2 separate regions of the Mus musculus genome follow, and region 1 is linked to region 2. A link is a contact called in public promoter capture Hi-C data. All regions are on one chromosome and are shown on one strand. Each heading gives the region's core, a stretch centred on a gene start, on an enhancer-like site or on the middle of the called end of the contact. The rest is flanking DNA. Distances are from core to core; before and after follow the strand shown. Region 1 holds the start of Dhh (desert hedgehog). Region 2 holds the start of Troap (trophinin associated protein).

Region 1 (4,354 bases), core at 1,415-3,914, 180 kb before region 2:
GGTCCCCTCCCCCAGCGTGGCCAGACTGCCACTGTGTCAGTCCTGAGAGCCCCCATCTCGCCCGTCTCTGTTCCAGAATCATCCCTGAAAGGCGTGGGAGCAGAAGCACCTGAGAATGGAGCTGCCCTGGCGTGGAGCTGCCCCCACTTCCCTGCTCAGGGTGGGAGTGGAGCAACAGGAGCCACAGCCGCGGGCCTGCACCCCCGGGGGAGGGAGGCCACAGTTATCTTGGCTGCTCCGGTCTGGGAGTTGGAGACCTTGGCGCGCCAGAGCCGGGGACAAGGCAGGAGCAGGAGCGCAGGAGGACCGGCCGAGAACAACTTTTTTCTTTGTCTCTCACCTCGAACTTGGACTGGAAGTGTTTGCTAGAGGGACATTTGCCCCCTACCCTTCTTTCTAGTCAACTTCACCTCTGCAGAGGCACTGGACAAGTGGTAGCTCTTTCTAACTTTGTGTCGTTTTGTCCCCTAAGAAGGCCCTGACCTGCGGGGGCAGTAGCCCAGTACAGAGCCAACTCAATGGAGTCCTTTTGCAGTCAGGGTGTGGGAGATAAGCAGGACTGGGTGTGTGTGTTAGGGGGGTTTCCCAGGCCCCTGGAGGCCTCCTAAGCCTGTCGCTTGTTCTATCCCTCTACTGCAGGTTTCAGCCAGAGGCAAGGACTGTAATGTCCCAGGGCCAAGGTGAGGAAGGGAAGGGCCTTCCCAGTTTACTGGAAAGAGGATGGCTTCATCACTGGGACAAGAGGGGATTCTTGGCTCGGAGTAATTGGTTCTCACCTTCCATCCCAGCAATCAGGAGGTAGAGGCAGGAGGATTTCTATGAGTGCTACCTAGCAAATTTTAGATCTGTCAGGGCTATGTAGTGTCTCAATAGATAAGTAAGGAAAGAAGAGAGAGAGAGAGAGAGAGAGAGAGAGAGAGAGAGAGAGAGAGAGAGAGAGAGAAAAGGAAGGGAGAGGAAAGAAATTCTTTCTCCCCTGTACAGGTTTTCCTAACCACATAACCTGGAAAACTATGCAGTTAGTCAGAGGAAATCCGTACACCACACACACACACACACACACACACACTACCCTGCCTGCCCCTTGCACACACAATTAGGTGGTGTAATGGAAAGTAGATAGGACTGAGAACCAGGAGTCCTGAACCTGCTCTCAGCAATGCTACAATTTGGCTGTGAGGCTTTGATTAAGTTGCTTTTCCTCTCCTGCAGCCCAGCTCTCAGATATAAAATGAGGGGTGGGGTGGGATGGAGAAACACGTCTTCTGAGTTTCCTGTCAGACACTCTACAGCACTGGCCATAGGGGCTCTGGGCCCTTCCCTTCCAAGCCATGGCCCACTGAGTCGGCTTGGTTCAGTGCCCCTCTGTAGCATGTACCCCAGAATGCTAGCTGATATTCAAAGCAGAGTCCTCAAGCTAAGGTGAGTTTAGATGGCCCAGAAACCCTTGATTCTCAGGTGTGTCTGTCTGTTCTGAGGACTGTTTTTTGGTCACCCCCACCCCAAAGTCTGTTGTTTAGACCCTAGTATAGGCTACCTTTCCCGTGCCAAGGACAATGGCCACCCCATCCCCAGGTAGATGGTCTGGTCTGGTAACCTGACTCTTGCCCATCTCTTTTCCAGCCCCCTTCTTTTGGCTCACAGAGCTTTTGGACATCAGGCCAAGAGCCAGGCTAAGTGTAAAGCCTTATGCAGTCTACCTATCATAGCCAGCTCCTGGCCCCCAGCTCACCCCAGCCCTTCCTGCCTGGCTCGGTGACTGACCCCCGGTCCACGCCTCAGCCATTTCCCGTCTCGCCTGCCGCCATCCTCCTTTCCCCGCCCTCGCTCCAGCCTCTCCCAGATTCACTCTCACTGGGCAGTTCCTCCTCCCCCTCCCCATCGCAGACTCTCTCCCCATTTGGATACCTCCGAACCACTATCCAGCCACCAGGTTATTTGCTTTCCTGAAGGGTGTGATGAAGGAGATCTCACTTTATTTTATTTTAGTTTAGGGTCTCTGGGGATGAAGGAACAGTTCATCCTCCAGGGTTGTTGTAGGAAAATTGAGGAGCTGGTGGTGTGGTAGAGCAGGTGGGGAGAAACTCTCCTTACCTCTGTCATCAGGCGGTCTGCGCCGCTGTTCTCCTCATCCTTGAAGATTATGTCGGGGTTGTAGTTGGGTACGAGGTCCCGGAAGCGCTCCGACCCCCTTGTTACCCTCCCCTCCGCTGGCCCACTCGCGCCCAGGGTCCGCTCGGGCATACTGGGCACAAACTGCTTGTATAGCAGAGGCACAAGTTGCTTGCGCACATAACGCCGCCGGCCAACCGGTCCTCGGCCCGGCCCGCAGCTCTGGGCAGATAGTGCCAAGAGTGCCAAGCAGCACAGGGGCAACAGACTGGCCGGCAGAGCCATGGGTGCCGTGGACTTGGGTCGGAAGGGAGCGTTCTTGTCCTCACTGGCTCTCCTGTCAATTGGGCATCTCCGCAGGAGCTAAAGAGCACCGCAGATAGAGAAGGTCCCAGAGTACCTGGAGCGCTGTGGCTCTGAACACTTGGCAGCCGCTAACTCTGCCTACATGCCCTGGGGAACCTGGAACCTACTACTGATAGACTACCATTTACAGAGCAGGTGGGTCGAGGGTGAGTGCCAGCCCAGCCAGTCTCTGCTGCCCGGCTCCCGTGCTCCCAGAAACGCCCTGACTCCGCCTTAAGTGGTCCCGGGCCCCGCCCCCCGCCCTTCTCTCAGGGCTGTCCCGCCCCCTCCCACCCGGGCGGGGGATCTAGCAGTCACAACTGGACACCACTGTTCCATTACTCCACTGAAGTGTGTCCCATCCTGGAAACCATGCAGGCACCTGCTTAGGAAATCCCTGAAGCTTTAGAGTCCTGGCTGCCTGGATAAGCATCCTTCTACCTCCGAGTCTAAATTAGGCACCAAACTATCTTCCTGGGCACTAGTCTTTGCTTTCCTAAAGTCTACCCTGGCACGCCATGCCCTCTGCTGTCCTCCGGGAAGTCTGAGTTCCAAGGCCATCCAAGCCCTTTGGGCAAGCCATCAAAGCCTCCCATCTCCGTGCTCCTCCTCAAGTCTCCCCGATTTCTCTCAACACTCATCCATAACCAAGCAGAGATCCCAGAGGATCATTTTCCTTGGTGGTTTTATATCTTCTTGGGAACAGAGCCTGACACAATCCAGTTTGAGACATTAAAAAAAAAAACAAAAACAAAACAAAACAAAACAAAAAAAAACCCTACTGTGTCTGTCTCTGCCAGCACATGCCATAGCACACCTGTGGAGGTCAGAGGGCTTTTGGGAGTCCACCTTCTCCTTCCTCAGCGGGCTCTAGGGATTGAGCTCCGGTTGACCAGGCTTGTGTGGCAAGTGCTTTTACCTGCTGATCTACCTTGCCAGGCCAGGACTTTCCAAGTTTTATGTCCTCTCAAATGGTTGCCAGATACCCACTTTTTATCCCTCCTCTCCTTCTTTTGACAGACTTTACTGTATGTAGTTCAGGCTTGGTCTCAAACTCACTTCACAGAGCAGGCTGACAGCGAATGTTTTCTCCTTTGGCCTCTAGCTTCCCAGCACTGAAATTAGCCATGCACTACCACACCAGGTTTGTGTGGTGCTCGGATCAGAACCAGGGCCTTCAGGGCTCAGCAGTTAAGAGCACTGACTGCTTTTCCAGAGGACCTGAGTTAGATTCATAGCACCCACACAATGGCTAACTCCCTTCTTTCTGTAACTCCACATCCGATGGGGAGGGGGTCCAATGCTGTCTTCTGGTCTCCTCGGGCAACAGGCATACAATTGGTACAAGCAAAATACCCATACTTATAAAATAAAACGTAGCCTGGCGTGGTGGCGCATGCCTTTAATCCCAGCACTCGGGAGGCAGAGGCAGGTGGATTTCTGAGTTCGAGGCCAGCTTGGTCTACAAAGTGAGTGCCAGGACAGCCAGGGCTACACACAGAGAAACCCTGTCTCGAAAAAAACAAAAACAAAAACAAAACAAAACAAAACAAAAAAACAAATAAAATAAACGTTAGGGGTGGGGTGGGGTGTTAATTTCAGCCCTTGGGGAGCAGGGACAGGCAGATCTCTTGTGAGTTGAAGGCTAGCCTGGTCTACAAAGTGAGTTCCAGGACTGCCAAGGCGACAGACACAGAGAGACATCAACAAAACAGAACAAAAGTAAAAACAAAAAACAAAACAAGTATATAAGTTAATTAAAAATAAAATAAAAAGCCAGGATTCAGACATGCCCGGCAAGCACACAACTGATCTTTATGCACTGAGCAACATCCCCATTTCCCTTTGATTGAGATGTTCGCACACAGCCAAGCTGGGCTCATTCTTGCTGTGCTGA
Region 2 (4,533 bases), core at 1,222-3,721:
GCCAGTGCTCTTAACTGCTGAGCCATCTCTTTAGCCCCCAGTCACTGAAGATTTAACCAGTCATTGTGGACACAGCTTCTTGTCAAGAATTCTCCCTCGCAGAAGGCAGAGAGCAAGTGGGCAGAGCGGCATGCCGCAGAATGCTAGGTTTAGTGTGCAGATAACTAAGGCACAACATTTTGGAAATTTTCTCCAGAAGAAACGGATTCATGTAGACAGAACGGGTTGGGAACTCCCCTGAGGGCTCAAGGAACTATTCAGAAGAGAAGGCAGAAAAGATGTTAACAGCCAAAGGGGATGGATGGCTCTAAAAGAACATAGTCTTCCAGACACAGCAGGACTGATGCACATGTGAGCTCACAGAGACTGTGGCAGGACACACGGGGCCTGCACAGGCTCAAGCCAGACTGGGTCCCAGGCTGAGAGGCAGGGGACAGAAGCCACAAGCTTCCATCCCTAACCAAGAAGCTACCTCCAATTGACAACTGCTTGCAAAGGAAGTTAGTCTTCCCCAGTGGAATCTCACTGGATGTGCTAACCACACTTAGGGGTGGGCCCCATGCCCAGTGGTAGATAGCCAACATCAGACTAACTCAGTGGTGTGTTTGGTAGACTTCTTGTCTCATACGGCTTTGTTTGGGCATTGTTTGTCTTACTGGTCTTTTGCTTGTATATTATGGTTTCCAACTTTGTGCTTTTATGAGCTCTGGTTTATGTTTCAGGGCTGGGGAGAGGGTGGTTAAAAATGGTGGCTGCTAGCGGGGCGCGGTGGTCCACACCTTTAATCCCAGCACTCGGGAGGCAGAGGCAGGCGAATTTCTGAGTTCAAGGCTAGCCTGGTCTACAAAGTGAGTTCCAGGACAGCCAGGGCTACACAGAGAAACCCTGGCTCGGAAAAAAAAAAAAAAAAAAAAAGAATGGTGGCTGCTCTTCCAGAGGTCCTGAGTTCAATTCCCAGCAACCACATCGTGGCTCAGGACCACCTGTAACAGGATACAATGTCGTCTTCTGGTGTGCCTGAAGACAGTGACAGTGTACTCACATACTTAAAATAAATAAATCTTTTTAAAAAAAATGTTGGGGGACTGCAGAGATGGCTCAGAGGTTAAGAGCACCGACTGCTCTTCCGAAGGTCCTGAGTTCAAATCCCAGCAACCACATGGTGGCTCACAACCATCCTTAATGAGATCTGACTCCCTCTTCTGGAGTGTCTGAAGACAGCTACAGTGTACTTACATATAATAAAAATAAATTGTTTAACTAAAAGCATATATATTTAAAATAAAACGACTCAAGGGGTTGGGCAAGGAAATTATTTGGAAGACAATCGCTTTTAAAACCAAGCTGAGGGCTGGCGAGATGGCTCAGCGGTTAAGAGCACTGACTGCTCTTCCAAACGTCCTGAGTTCAAATCCCAGCAACCACATGGTGGCTCACAACCATCCGTAATGAGATCTGACGCCCTCTTCTGGTGCATCTGAAGACAGCTACAGTGTACTAATGAATAATAATAAATAAATCTTTTAAAAAAATAAAATAAAACCAAGCTGACTGTCTCTGTGTGCTCTGTTTCATCTGGCTAAACAGCTGAATAGATGCTCAAAGGTATAAAATCCGTAGGTGTGAAAAGAAGTGGCATATGGAAGGGGAGATCCGGAAGCACGCCTATGTTCCTGGCTTGCTGGTCAGCACCCTTTAAACTATGCAGGGAGTGTGCAATCCGAGCTTCCTGAAGCAGGAAGCTGCGAGTTTGAGGCCACTCTCAGGTGGGGTGGGGTGAGACATTGCCCACCCCCATCTCCATCATCTGGCAGCCTCACAGTTGCCTGCCAGTAAGGAGCAGGTGAGCCCTCTCATCCAGACCGGTGGAAGGAAACCTGAAGATGCAGAGATCTCCCCACCCAGGAGGAGCCCTTCAATTCTGATTAACAGAGCTCCAGCCACCCTGGGCCTGACCACATCCCACCAGGGTGTGAGGTCCGAGTGGACACAGGATTTCTTGGCTCCTCGTTCTCGTTGGGCTCCAACAGTTCAGGTACCTCCAGCCCTCTCACCCATTAGGCTCCTATCTCCTGCAAGAAGTGCCCATGGTTCCCAAAACCCGGCCGTGCACTACGTTCAGAGTGTGGTCAACAGTGGTCTCGATGGCCAATCTTTCCCACAATTCCGCGGTCTTCATGAGGGGCCAGCCCTCGGTTGGCTCCAGCTCTCGCGAGAGTACGGTAATGCCCGTTGCAGTCCAGACTGGCCTTCCCGGGCTTCAGAACAGCATCCTCCCTGGCTTTCCGCCCCCATCCTGCCACTCGCGCTCCGTCCTCGGATTGGCCGAGAGAGCTGGTCAGTTGTTCTCCCATCAAGAAAACGTTTCGGCGACTAGTCCTTCTCTGGCCCCGCCTTCGGAGCCTGCGGATTGGGTGGCTCCGTGTGACGTCACGACCCTCCGAGTCACCGGGTACCAGCCAATCAGGAGCTTGGCGTATTTTACAAACCGGGGAAGCAGCAGCAGCCGCAAGCAGAAGCAGAAGCAGAAACCCAAGAAATCGGCGAAAAACCCGAGGAAGTAGAGGTGACCCGGAGGGCCTCCTGGAATGGTGCGGCACGAGGATCTTAGAGGGGAGTCCTGCCGAGGTTCCTAGGGAGGAGAGCAGTTTGGAGCTCCGGGGCGAGATAGCAGACTTAGGGTTTCTGGAAGAGTTGCCAGGAGAGCGGCCTTGCTGCCGGTGCGGGCTTCTAGGCACATGGATTGGGACCAAGGGGAAAGAATCAGGGATATCAGCACCCATGCTTTGAGAAGTGATTTGCTTTGGTCCTCAGTCCTGTCTACCTTCTTCTCTCATCTCCATTATAGCCGCCATGACTACCCTCCAAACCAATAAGGATCCCCATCTCCGAGGTGTATCTCCCAACCCTAGCAAGATTCCAGTACTCTCCCAAAGATGCCAAGATTTTTCCTCAGTCAAGTCGCGCTCTCTGGACCAGGAGAACCAAGATCCGAGGGTAGGAGGGGCTGGACACAAGGAGGCACCTCGAGTCAGCAATGCACCCCCACCCCCCATCCCCACCCCACCCCCGCACTGAATCCCAGCTTTTTCCCCCTTCCCCCTAGACACCAGCACAGAAACCACCGCGCAGTACTCAACGTCAACGTCCACTCACTGACACGGCAGGCCTCAGATCGAAAACCTTGCACCAGACTGAAAAATCACCAAGCTTGAAGACCCTGCGGAACCCTCTGGAGGAACTCAAGCCTAGCTCTGGGGGATCAAATGTGGGGCTTGTGACCCATCCCCAGACAGGTACCTGTTCCAGACCTGGGGGCAGCCTACTTGGCTGAGTGAGAATGGGAGACCCAAAGTGGAGGTCTTGCATACTGCAAGAGACCTGGGTTTTGTCCAGAAACCTCTTTGCTCTGAGAAACCATCACTTTCAGCAAAATGCCATCTTTTGCCTGGCATGGTGGTTCATGCCTCTAATCCCAGCACTTTAGGAGGCAGAGGCAAGTGGTCTCTGTGAATTGGACACCTTTTACCTATTGAACTCCAGGCCTAAACAATTATATTGTATCTAAAAAAAAAAAGACATCTTCTGGGCCTTTTTAGCAACCCTGGGCAAGACAGTCACAGTCATTTGCTCATTGTTATGCTGAGTCTTTATAATCTGTCCATACTTCAGCTTTAATTCTTCCTTTTCAACAATAAATATATATATATATTAAAGATTTATTTATTTATTATATGTAAGTACACTGTAGCTGTCTTCAGACACTCCAGAAGAGGGAGTCAGATCTTGTTCCAGATGGTTGTGAGCTACCATGTGGTTGCTGGGATTTGAACTCCGGACCTTCGGAAGAGCAGTCGGGTGCTCTTAACCACTGAGCCATCTCACCAGCCCATAAATATATATTTTAAAGATCTATTTTTTTTTTTTTGAGACAGGGTTTCTCTGTGTAGCCCTTGCTGTCCTGGAACTCACTTTGTAGACCAGGCTGGCCTCGAACTCAGAAATCCGCCTGCCTCTGCCTCCCAAGTTCTGGGATTAAAGGCATGCGCCACCACGCCCGGCTTAAAGATCTATTTTTTATTTTATGTGAGTCCATGTGAGTGCAGTACCCATGGAGTTCAGAAGAGGACATTGGAATCCCTAGAGCTAAAGTTATAGCTGGCCGTGAGCTGCCATGTGGGTGCTGGAAGTAGAACCCAGGTCTCCCAGAAGAACAGCCAGTGGCTCTTAGCAACTGAGCCATCTCTCTAGCCTCTAAAAAGAGATTGGTTTTAATGATGTGTATGTGTGAGCAGGTGCCTGTGGGGGCCGGAGGCACTGGATTGTCTTAGAGCTGGAGTTCCAGGCCGGCCACCTGACGTAGATGCTAAGAACTGAACACCAGTCAGTCCTGTGCAAGAACAGTAACCGTGTGACTGCTCTTAATCCCCATGGCATCTCTCCAGCCCCCGGTGATGGGTCCTGTATGGCAAAACCGTTGTTTTATGTTATACCCCACTGTTTAGAGCAATAGCTTACATGAAATTCTTCAAA

Evidence for each region. Promoter capture Hi-C pulls out the DNA fragments that hold promoters and counts their contacts.
Region 1: a promoter capture Hi-C map of embryonic stem cells shows a contact between it and region 2. The contact joins the promoter of Dhh here to the promoter of Troap in region 2. A contact is called at or near these places in 12 of 39 promoter capture datasets (the SN4741 cell line, cranial neural crest, embryonic stem cells and 6 more), 2 of 484 Hi-C or Micro-C datasets (embryonic stem cells and regulatory T cells), 2 of 115 datasets of contacts at active chromatin or transcription factors (both in embryonic stem cells) and 4 of 9 other capture datasets (adipose tissue, embryonic stem cells, liver and 1 more).

The regions. Positions count from the first base shown.
Region 1 is chr15:98,895,876-98,900,229 of GRCm38.p6, forward strand. It overlaps Dhh (desert hedgehog), which reads right to left and starts at 2,665. Exons shown (of 3, transcript NM_007857.5): 1 at 2,095-2,665. The coding sequence starts at 2,397.
Region 2 is chr15:99,072,502-99,077,034 of GRCm38.p6, forward strand. It overlaps Troap (trophinin associated protein), which reads left to right and starts at 2,472. Exons shown (of 14, transcript NM_030159.1): 1 at 2,472-2,591; 2 at 2,849-2,997; 3 at 3,107-3,296. The coding sequence starts at 2,854. It overlaps Gm34284 (predicted gene, 34284), which reads right to left and starts at 2,168. Exons shown (of 3, transcript NR_155351.1): 1 at 2,055-2,168.